Linked DNA regions of Mus musculus: region 1 is linked to region 2. Evidence: chromatin contacts called from public Hi-C data. All regions are on one chromosome and are shown on one strand. Each heading gives the region's core, a stretch centred on a gene start, on an enhancer-like site or on the middle of the called end of the contact. The rest is flanking DNA. Distances are from core to core; before and after follow the strand shown.

Region 1 (5,762 bases), core at 1,342-3,841, 190 kb before region 2:
CTCAAAGATGAATGGACGCTGGTGAGGGGTGAGGTTGGATGTGAGGGATTGTGGGAACTCATGGGCCTCCTTATAGCTTTATGGTAAATTTCAGTGTCCTGATAGTGAGGTTTCTTGAGTGTTTGAATTACTCTTCAATTCTGTTGCCTTGGGCTTTTTTTGTTACAGAGAGATGGTGTCCCCAGTAGCAGACAGGCTTGCATTCCTAGGCACTGTGAATCACTGAGCAGTCAGCAGGGTTGTTTTGCATCCATTTCTGCTGCTTTGCTGGTGCAGTGGATTCAGGGTGAGCATGCACAGTGATGGGCTCTCTGCCTCACAGGCACTATCTAGTCACCACTGGGGTTTGTCCCAGCTGCCTGATGCAGCCTGAAGATTCTGCAGACATTATGCATAGAAAACAGTGAGCCTCAGAGAAATCCCCCTGACCCCTTATCCAGGAAAAGGCTGTACCTAGCTTTGTCTGGACCGTGGTTACCATTACATATGCCAGCTGTGTAATACTATCTCTTAGGTTCTATGGCAATAAATTTATATGCTGGTCTAATTCTTTTTTTTAAACAATTTTTATTAGATATTTTCTTCATTTACATTTCAAATGCTATCCCAAAAGTCTCCTATACCCTCCCCTCACCCTGCTCCCCAACCCACCCACTCCTGCTTTCTGGCCCTGGTATTCCCCTGTACTGGGGCATATAATCTTTGCAAGACCAAGTATCACTCCTCCCAATGATGGCCGATTAGGCCATCTTCTGCTACATATGCAGCTAGAGACATGAGCTCAGGGGATACTGGTTAGTTCATATTGTTGTTCTTCCTATAGGGTTGCAGACCCCTTCAGCTCCTTGGGTACTTTCTCTAGCTCCCTCCATTGGGGGCTCTGTGTTCCATCCAATAGATGACTGTGAGCATCTACTTTTGTATTTGCCAGGCACTGGCATAGTCTCACAAGAGACAGCTATATCAGGGTCATGTCAGCAAAATCTTGCTGGCATATGCAATAGTGTCTGGGTTTGGTGATTGTTTATAGGATGGGTCCCCGGGTGGGGCAGTCTCTGAATGGTCCTTCCTTCCGTTTCAGTTCTGAACTTTGTCTCTGTAGTAAAATGGGGTATTTTGTTCCCCATTCTAAGGAGGGATGAAGTATCCACACTTTGGTCTTCCTTCTTCTTGAGTTTCATGTGTTTTGCAAATTGTATCTTGGGTATTCTAGGTTTCTAGACTAATTAATATCCACTTATCAGTGAGTACATATTTAATGACTTCTTTTGTGATTGAGTTACCTCACTCAGGATAATATCCTCCAGATACATCCATTTGCCTTAGAATTTCATAAATTCATTGTTTTTAATAGCTGAGTAGTACTCCATTGTGTAAATGTATCACATTTTTTGTATCCATTCCTATGTTGAGGGACATCTGGGTCCTTTCCAGCTTCTGGCTATTATAAACAAGGCTGCTATGAACATAGTGGAGCATGTGTCCTTATTACCAGTTAGAACACCTTCTGGGTATATGCCCAGGAGAGGTATTGCTGGATCCTCCGGTAGTACTATGTCCAATTTTCTGAGGAACCGCCAGACTGATTTCCAGAGTGGTTGTACCAGCTTGCAATCCCACCAGCAATGGAGGAGTGTTCGATTTTCTCCACATGCTCGACAGCATCTTCTGTCACCTGAATTTTTGATCTTAGCCATTCTGACTGGTGTGAGGTGGAATCTCAGGGCTGTTTTGATTTGCATTTCCCTGATTAAGGAGCTGGTCTAATTCTTAATAAACCTGAGAGGGAGGTATTTTTGTTACCCCCTCCCACCCCAATCCTGTAGTTTAGAAAACACTTTCCCATGGGCATTTTCTAGCCGTCCTTGGAATTAGAATTGAGTGCTACAACTCTAGACCTGAACTGCGAGCTGCCATTTTATTACCAATTTCCCTTCACATGTGTCTATTACCTTGCTTAATCTTTCACTTTAATATTTTGAAATATCCTTGTGAGCATTACAGGTTAATTGTCACCCTGGACCTTTCCCCTTCAGACCTGTGAGTCTGTGTGGATAATCCTTGTGCTCATGTATATTCAGGACTGGAAGTGGCTTGTGTTAATGAATGAGGTGACCCACTGGCAATGCTTGGATTCTCAGTAACATGCTGAATGTGTAGTCACAGTTACAGTATTCTTCTACAGTGGTCACTGACAACTCTTCTGTTTGGCTGTGAAGCGGCTTACTGACTCCTTAGACCCATCTTACCAATCACCCCCAGCCTGGCTTTCCAGACACGATGACTTGGAGTTTATACTCCAAGTCTGATTTTAGTATGTTCCTCAGGAACAATAGTGAAATCTCCTCCCCTCTTCTTACCTCACTCAAATAACGGAAGTCACGGAAGCAGACCTTGACTGTTCCCAGCTCACCAGCCTGAGATGGCCGGTCCTTACTCAGCCTGACGTATTTACTGGAGAGAATATTTGTAGGGTAAAGAGCTAACTTGTGCTCTTTGCTTGTGCTCTTCAGTGGCAGGCAGGTGACCTGCTGTCTGCATGCTTGCCTTTCATGCAGTGACAGTGACAGGGCTAATGGTGCCTTTTGTTGCAACACCAGCTGGCCTGATGACTGTCGTTCTCATCAGAGCCACTTGGAGGCCAGCTTTACTAAGATGTGGCTGCATCCTAGTGAGACAAGTCTTGACTTTTAAACCAAAAGAGTAACTAGAATCTTGTTCCTGTTGAATTGTTGTTCACTGATTTCTTTATTTTCAGAGGTTAAATATTTCATTTAAATAAATGCTGATTTTGTTAAATTTTTTAAATAAAATATTAGATGATAAAATCCGTGGGCAATTTAGATTGCTTTTGACTGTTTGATAGGATTTTTTTAAGCTCTTTGTCTATTTACTCCACGGTATACTTGATTAATTGGTTTTGCTCAAAATGTCTTAAGCAATGGCTGAAGTCAGTCTTGAAACTCCCAATTAATTTTTTCCCTTGAGTTTATGGTTTGTTTCTGGCTTTTTTTTTTTTTAAGCATGTTCTGATTTCTTCCTCTGATTTTTCATTTTTTCAAAACAAATTTGAGCAAGTATTCCTCTGTTACTGGATTAGCATTCTCTGGAGGTTTTTTTTTTTTTTTTTTTGCTCCGAGTTCTCATTAATCAGGGCTGAGTCGAGGCCAGGAACCAGCGGCTGATTGTCTTCACATTGTCTGTCTTTTGGCAATCCCACCTCATGCTGATCTCAGCCTGGGTGCAGTTGCAATTCCTAGATCCCAGTCTTCGGGATTCCTAGCTGAATAGTGCAAGGTTCTTCACACTCGAGTCCATCTGTGCAAAGCTTCCTCTGTAATTCGTTGTCTGGCGCTGCTCTCAGTAATGTTTTTGAGCTCCTATTGGGATGTGAGAAGTCATTAAAACCATCATTTTTTCCTCCTTTTGCAGAATAAAAAGGTTGGGTTGCTTGGTGTTTTCTTTCTCTGCCTCATATGAACTCAGGTCACAAGGTTCTGAGCCTGCTAGAGCTGTGAGTGGTTGTAAAAACACACTTCTCTTTTTGCCAAATTTTATGATCTCTGAAAGTGCCTGGTATTGAGGTATTCATATCTGTGTTATAAACACTCCAAGAGCTCCCTTTGCCTTTAGCTTTGGGGAACAGTTTGATCCCAGTGTTCTATATAAATTCCAAGAGCAGAGAGTGACTGAGCACAGTTGAGAGGTTCCTGTGTTCCTCTGCCACTGGCCCTCAAGCTCAGCCATTGTTCAGCTGTCACAGCTGAGCACACAGCCACTTGCTGTGCTGAAGGTGATCTGTGAAGAGTTGGTTCCGAGGCAGGACAGGCTCTGAGTTAAGACCCAACAATATGAATTTTATTTCTCTTCATGCTTTGCTGCTTCCTTTTTATACATTCTCAGGAGGACAAATGGACAAGTTCTCTCTTGCTGCATCCTTACCTCTTCTGACTCATCTACCAGGCTGAAGTAAAGTCAGCGTTTGAAGTTTAACTCTGCCCTTGTCTGGGCACTGTTCAGAATGAGAAGAGACCAATGTAAAGACGCTCTTATTAGCTCTTCTCCGGATTCTTCTCCGGATGGCTTTACTCCGATCAAAGTACTAAGAGGAACTGTATTATGGTCCACATTTTCAAAACTGGGGATAAATTAAACAGTCTGTAAGGAACGTGTTATAAATTGGCATGTGATGGTGGGATGTGGTGTATTCTAGCTATGTGGCTTTACCCCCAGAAAGTGTTAGAACTAGGTGATGTCATCTACTGCTCACCCCCAGTCCTGTTTTCTGTCTTTTAGTCCTGGTACAAAAAGAGAACTATCGTGCTTTTGTGTGAGTGAATGCTTAGCACCCAACAGTCCTGGCAGGAGGGTAGCCTGCACTCATGCCTGAGGGTAAAAACTCAGCTTAGGTGGTTTCCAGCTCCTGATATGACCAGGCGGGCGTGCACAGCAGCACACCACCATACCCTGGTTCCACCAGATAGTACACAGGCAAATGGCATCACAGCTGTGAATGGTAGTGAGAGTTATTGGGAGCACTGAGTTTTAAGTGTTCACTATCTTCAATTTTAATATAATTTCTATAATTAAAAGGTTATATAATTTAACTTTTGATAATGACTAAATTTAATAATTCACAAAAATTTCCAAAAGTTTTTGTTTTGCTCCCATGAGCTGGGCCAAGCCAGCATACCATTCTCCTGATGGAGGGAGAGAGGACAGAGAAGGCTCATCCTGATCCTTTTTTTTTTTTTTTTTTTTTTTTTTTGGGTTTTCGAGACAGGGTTTCTCTGTATAGCCCTGGCTGTCCTGGAACTCACTCTGTAGACCAGGCTGTCCTCGAACTCCGAAATCCGCCTGCCTCTGCCTCCCAAGTACTGGGATTAAAGGCGTGCGCCACCACGCCCAGCGATCCTCTCCATTTTAAGTTCCCTTAACACTAGAGCTGGAAACCCTGACTCTCCACCTTCAGAATTTCACCTTCATTTTGGAAACTGTTTAGTGGCCCCTTGTTTGTACCTCTCAAAGATGGTACCTAACCTTTGCTCCATGATTAGCAAGTCCCCCATAGTTTGCTTACTATAAACTTTAAAGGGAGTTGATTAAAACCAAAAACATCAAAGCAGTGAGATGGCTCAGCAGTTAAGAACACTGGCTGCTCTCTCAGTTCTGAGTTCAATTCCCAGCAACCACATAGTGATCATCTTTAAAGGGATCTGATGGCCTCTTCTAGCACATAGGTGTGCATACAGACAGAGCACTCCTATATTTAAGAAAATACATAAATAAATATGTTAAAAACAACAAGATACTTGGCAAGCAGACTTTATACATTTGTACCCCAGAGATTTTCCTTCTTTTTTCTTTACATGACGTGGCCACAGGTGCCCTGCCCCCTCCTGTCTGGGGCCCGGCAGGATCTGCTGACACTCAAGCACAGGGGAGTGTAGCTGTAGGAGGTGGCAACTGCAGACAGGCTTTTATTTCTGTAACTCCTTTGCTAGGCATCTTGGGAAACTCCTAGAAGATTGTGAAAGACACATGTCAAACTACCTCCTGCTGACCTTATGAGCTTTAAAAAAAAGGACCTCTTGGTGATACTGCTCACTGAAATGTAAGTGGTCTCTCCTGACCTCTGTGTTACTTTGCCCAATGATGTTGACAATCTGCTGGTTATTGGGTTTTAAATCAGCACACTACGTGTTTATGGGCATATTGGGATTTGATATGGGCACCCCTAATGCAATGAGCAAGGCAGGCTA
Region 2 (6,220 bases), core at 2,115-4,614:
CAGATTATGGACCAGTTTAATTGCTAATGTCTTGTGCACAGTGTTTGTATTTTCCCAGTAAATTCCAATTTGAAAAGCTTCCTGGAAAAACAATGCCTCAATTGTATTGTTCTTAACCATTCCATATCGCCAGGATTTAAAAATATATACAATAGATATATTAAGGCAACCAAATAGTCCCCTGTACTTTTATTTTGGTAATGGCAACATGTATTTTATTTTGGTTTACAATATCCTTTGGATTCACAATGATATTCAAGTTCAGGGAAGAGAGAAAAATCAACCTCAAGCTGTAACTAACCCATGAATTCCAAAGACTTAAAAACTGAAAGGTTTCATCTCATTTGACATCAGAAGAATATGCAACATTACGCCTATACAGGCTAACATTCCAATTCCATAAGGTAACTGCATCTGATTACTTCAAGAAATAGGAAAAATACAATTGAAAAAAGATGTTTATAAACTGGAACTTCTGAAATTGTTCTCCACTAGAAAATAGTTTTTGAAGATTTTCTTATAAATTTATATTGCTTTTTGAAATGGGTTAGCTTTATAAAGTCTCTGGTGGCAGACTATGCAGTCTTTCTGTGAATTTTTAGTTTGTAGTCAGAATTTTCCACCCATGACACTAATGATTCTATGGTGTTATAATTAACAAGTGATATGTACAATTATACACATCTACGTACAGTTACAAGGCACCGGCAGGGTGGTGGATTAGTGTTTAATGCAGCTGCTATGCTTGTCAGATCCCTTGTACACAATGGGAATGTAAGGAGTATGTGTCATCAGATGCAGTGGTGATTTAGCCAGGAGTACTGCTGATGAGGAAAAGCACATCTGAAAAATGTTTAAGTATCAAAGAACATTCCATACCCTTTATGTATGCACCTACCAGGTCAGTTTTCCATAAGGAATTCATCCTGTTAAGATGTACGTGTAACCTCAGAATATAATCTAGTTATTGAGAGAAAAGAATATGCTAGTTTTAAGTTATTTTACCTGAAAATTAGGAGGAATAATAATTTTGCCAGCAGGAACTTGTAGAACAATCTTCTCTCCTTCAAACAGCCAGAGATCCCACTTGGACTGATTGATAAGCAGGGCCCAGGGTAGCAGTTCTATCAACAGGGTTCTAACATATGGTTTCCAGATTGACAGTTTGACTCGCATTGGGCTATCCCACTGACTCAGCTGCTCATTCCTGGTCCAAAGAACACATTCAAGTGACTCAGTGAACTATGATGAGTTCAGGATTTATACAGTATGTCTGAGCATTCCAGACACACAATGCTCCCACAGGAAGCCACTGTGCAGGACAGCAGCGCACAGCAGCCTCACCCAGGGTTGCACTTGCAAGCAGGAGAAAGCAGCTTTTCACGTAATGATGCTTTCCTCTTTGAGTAAAAGCATCCATTAGGCTAAACCAAACTAGATGACATCAGAATCCGATGCATTCAAAGGCTCTGCTCCATGGCATTTACTCTCTCTAGCATAAGGGTTAATCAAACTATAAAGTTGACTGGACTGAGAACTACATAGCAGATTCCTCTGGGCACAGTGATGAAGATGTTTCAAGAGAGGATTAATTCTGAATGTGAGCAGTACCATCCAATAGGTTGGGGCTGAGAGGAAATAAAAATAAGACAGAAAAAGCTAGGAGCAAAAACATTCTCCTTCTGTCCTCTGGCTGCCATGGCAGGGGCTCCTCTGCTCTGCCTTCCCTCCCATAATGGACTAAAAGCTCAGGAACTGTGAGACAAAGTCTTTTCTCCTGCAAGGTATGGTACTCGGGGATCTTGCCAGCAATAAAAAGTCTCAATAGCAAGCTAGTAGCTTGGGAATGGTGTTTTTCTTTTTTCTTTTCTTTCTTTCTCTCTTTCTTTTTCTTTTTTTTTTTTAGTATTTTTTATTAGATATTTTCTTTATTTACATTTCAAATGCTATCCCCAAAGCCCCCTATACCCTCTCCCTGCCCTGCTCCCCAACCCATCCACTCCCATCTCCTGGCCCTGGCATTCCCCTGTACTGGGGCATATAATCTTTGCAAGACCAAGGGCTTCTCCTCCCATTGATGGCTGACTAGGCCATCCTCTGCTACATATGCAGCTAGAGACAGAGCTCTGGGAGGCTTCTTAATGTTTAGAAGTACATATAGAAAACGAATGAAGAATGTCACCTGTCAGAATCTTTGTTACTGTAAGGCCAAGTGGGCTCCTGGGACTTTTCTGGCCCATAGAACTCATCAAGCATCTCATTAACTGTGCCTCCAGGCTGTATCTTAGTGGCTATTTGCTTAATGAGGGCTGTTGATATGGGAACCGCACAATCGGAAGGGTCATATTCTTCCCTAGGAAGTGAAAAGAGAAAACAGTAACAGATTTTTAAGAGTGATTTATTTATTTATTATATATAAGTAGTACACTGTTGCTGTTGCTGTCTTCAGACACACCAGAAGAGGGCATCGGATCGCATTACAGATGGTTGTGAGTCACCATGTGATTGCTGGGATTTGAACTCAGGACCTCTGGAAGAGCAGTCAGTGCTCTAAACCACTGAGCCATCTCTCCAGCCCGCTTAAGTAATTTATAATTTACCAAAAAAAAAAAAAAAAAAAAAAAAAACCAAAAAACAAAACCTAGAAATGTAGTTAGATTCACACTGTTCTGTGGGGTATTCTCCCTCCTCTTTCCTCTTTCTTCCTCCTTCCCTCCCTCTCTCCCTTCAGTGAGTTGGAGATTTATGACACAATTTTTAGATGGCCTGTGTCCTGGCTCTTCTTCCCACATACCCATGCTTGGGTGAGATCTCTAGTCATCTCTTCTCTGCAGGAAGGTGTCAATAAAATCTAAAATAAATTACATTTTATGATTCTACTTGGTTATTTATAAGCTTAATGAAAACGGCCAGATTCTATGTAGAGCCTTACTTAACATTTTTCTCAGGTCAGAATGTAAGTAAGGCTGCACCATGTAACCAGAACAGCTTGAGGCTACTTTACTTCTTGGGAAAATCCGCTTTGCTCATACCGTGCTTGAAATGTCAGGTGATGTACAAGGTCAGGTTCGACATTTTGCAGTGGATTTTCCTGCCCTCTTCCTGGAATAATCTGTGTTTCACTCAGACCCAGACTTCTTTTTTCCAAATGTATAATAATGGGGTCTGGAAGATGACTTCTCATGATAAAGAGAGGGCTGAACACGATCTATAAAAATAAAAGGACAGAAACAACTTTCATATTTGCTTTGTTGCAGTATTCCAGCTGTTTGATGCTGAAACATACGTGTAATAAATCTCCTCCCTGGGTCACTGTGACCTTATTCATTTGAGAACAGGAAAGGTCAGTGTTGGACACCATGCCTCAGGATTGGGAAAGCACTCACCATTCGCTGCTGAACTTGAGAGTTGGGTTCCAAAGTCAAAACTGTGCACCACACATAAATAATGGAACTGTTTGAAGTAGGCACCTGCACACGAGATAGGAAAGGCCCTGTAAGATCCAAAACAGCCTGATAATTAAGCAAAATATACGGAGTATCAGTTTAGATGATGAAAGAAGTTACAGTTACAGGAAAAAGCCACTAGGAATACTAAGGAAGTAAAACCAGACTTAAAATGAAAAGGGACTCCTTTCTGCAAAGGTGAAGAAGTCTGCACATGGATAGTGACGTGAGATGGGGGAAGAATGAAGAGATCCAGTTCTTAAATGGACGAAGATGAAGGTGGTGAAGATTCAGACAGAGACTAAAAACCATCAATCATCACAAAGATGCTCAAGTGGGGAGGTCAAGATTCCAGTCCCACCTCTGGGAAGCCCAGAGACGGGAGCCATTGCCGGAATCACTGACCAGTTTTTTTTTTTTTTTTTGTTGTTGTTGTTTTGTTTTCTTTCTTAGATTTCACTTTCTGCATAAACCAGTTGTGATTTTATTACAAAGTATGGGCTACATAAAGTAAATGCACAATGAGAACATTTCTGTGTTTAAAGTCACTCTTTTCCAGATATCAGGGACTCTCATACCTGGATGACAGTGCTATACTCAGAGGCTTTGGGTTCCAGACACACATCTCTTGACCAGTCCTCGTCTCCCTTAGCCTTCACACACAGCTCTGTCAGTTCGTTGTTTTCTAATATGTACGAAGGCAACTTCTGTTTGGCTGTGAGGCAATCAAAGTGTTCTCGAACTACAGCTTGTCCATCTTGACCAATGTAATGCTGGACAACTTTCAGTTCTATACTCTGAGACAAATAGCTACAGATGATCTGTCTTCCGCAGATGATAATCTAAAAGATGATACATAATATACAAAAGGTTCATCAATTTGGATGTCATTAACCAGAAATATGTATTCTTTTGGGAGATAATGCTGATGTTCATTACAGATGAAGTCATCAGTTTAGTATGACAGCGAAAGTAAGGAGTCTTTAAAGAAAAAAAATGAATTTTGTTCTGATCATATACAGTTGATGATATTTAAAGAGGGGACACATAGGCTGGGAACCAGTGAGCAGCTGGAAATGGTGAGGTGCTTGAGCTAAAGATGTGTGCAATAAAAACTGTGGAAGCAGGTCAGTGCGTAGCTCACCTGGCAGACAGGGTAGAGGGAGGCGCAAGCCTGCCAATCACCTTAAGTACACTCAGTGAGAAGCAAAAGGCTGGAGAAGGGGCAGAAAGTGGGTCCTGTAGGAAGAACTTTGCTCATGTCTTGAGAGGTGACTGACCAGGAGATGGTGGTGGTCAGTGCTGACAACGGCTACAGAAGCTGCCACGCATGGGATGAGAAGCAGGCCAGTCACTCTGTAATGTGAGAGGAGCTGACATCATGTGCTCCCTGAGGCTGCTCTCCAACAGCTCTCTTATCTGCTAAGAGATCTTGGTGGAAACTAATACAAATGAGCTTTGATTGAAATACAGAATTATATTATATTTTGCTTTTCTACATTGTAGAACTATACAACTTTAAAAATAAACACATAGAAGTTTCCTTTAAACCCATGGATTATCTAATTTTGCAACCAGCTAAGACTATAAACCATAGAAGGTAGTAAGAAATATTTTTGAGTTGACTGAAATTGGAAAGATATTGCAAAATTTATTCTTACACAGTTAATATTTTAGAAAGCAAACCCTTCTGTAATATGAATATTCACCATGACTAAGGAAAACAGGTTTTTTTTAAATAGAATTAAAGATTGAACCCTGGGCTTTACACATCCCAGGCTAGTGCACTATTACCGAACTACTACCCCAGTCTCTAATGTAATACTTTTATAAGCTTTATAACTTATTTGTGCTATTTTTCAGATTATAAAATAATATCAATAACACATATATTATTATTATGGGCCTAAGTGTATGATAATCAATTTTAATGTATCAATTTGACTGGATATTGGACTGCTTAGGCATTTAGTCAAATGGTATTTATCCTGGACATTTCTAAATGACATTATCATGTGAACAGGCACACTGAGTAGAACAGACTGTCCCTCCTTCAATGTGAATAGTGCTAAGTCTGAGGGCATACATTTTGCTGCCTGAACAGGGACACTGATCCTAGCCATCTCTTTCAAATGGAAATAGTTGCTAGTTTTGGGTAGCTCTGCCAGTTCTGAGGATTCAGGGTCAGACTAGAACTGAACATTGACACTTGAACTTGCTGACTGCAGAGTCTGGGACTTCTGTAATGGGAACTGATTTATAATCAGTCAGTCAACTGAATAACTTAACAATCGATTCTTTCATATTATTAATTGGCTCTGTTTTGATAGAGAACCCTAACTCAGTTAGGTGCTGCTGTGATTCTCCTTAACAAGACGAAAACACAAGTATGTTGACATTGATTAGCTTGCAGGTCTGTCCCATAGTCTATACTGAAGACAGCCCCAATAAGCTTGCATCCTAAAAACCTAACACCTACTCATACTCATCAATTTAGATTTTACAGGAAAGAGGAACACAAACTTGCCAAGCACCATTATTTCCTTTCTCATTTCAAAGACTGTCTTTTTCCCTTGCTGTAAAACACTTTGAGTTGGTTTAAGTATCAAAGGTACCCAGATACCTGCCCTGCAGGTGCTAAACGGTGATTCCCTTCTCCTGTGCCAAAGCTTAGGGTAAACATGGAGTTTTGCTTTTAATATGAGGATTTCCTTCTGCAATGGTCAGGGAGATAATACAGGATTTACAAAGTCCCCCTGCATCTGTCATGAAGT

What was found. A called contact is a pair of places that touch in the nucleus more often than the background predicts.
Region 1: a Hi-C map of uterus shows a contact between it and region 2, with 2.3 times the contacts expected there. The contact joins two enhancer-like sites. A contact is called at or near these places in 2 of 484 Hi-C or Micro-C datasets (both in uterus) and 1 of 9 other capture datasets (adipose tissue).

What each region holds. Positions count from the first base shown.
Region 1 is chr15:36,063,675-36,069,436 of GRCm38.p6, reverse strand. All of the region lies in intron 14 of Rgs22 (regulator of G-protein signalling 22), which reads left to right. Among named protein-coding and RNA genes, the nearest start is that of Rgs22, 74 kb to the left of the region's middle. Within about 2 kb of position 2,591, at least 26 of the 459 cell types and tissues checked have an H3K27ac peak or open chromatin away from gene starts, as enhancers often do. A contact at or near this core is called in uterus, where this site is marked.
Region 2 is chr15:35,873,630-35,879,849 of GRCm38.p6, reverse strand. Vps13b (vacuolar protein sorting 13B) reads right to left here. Exons shown (of 62, transcript NM_177151.4): 45 at 4,025-4,288; 46 at 3,387-3,470; 47 at 3,033-3,208; 48 at 2,183-2,353; 49 at 1,006-1,207; 50 at 1-81. All of the region lies in intron 2 of Gm41292 (a long non-coding RNA gene), which reads left to right. Among named protein-coding and RNA genes, the nearest start is that of Gm41292, 10 kb to the left of the region's middle. Within about 2 kb of position 3,364, at least 4 of the 459 cell types and tissues checked have an H3K27ac peak or open chromatin away from gene starts, as enhancers often do. A contact at or near this core is called in uterus, where this site is marked.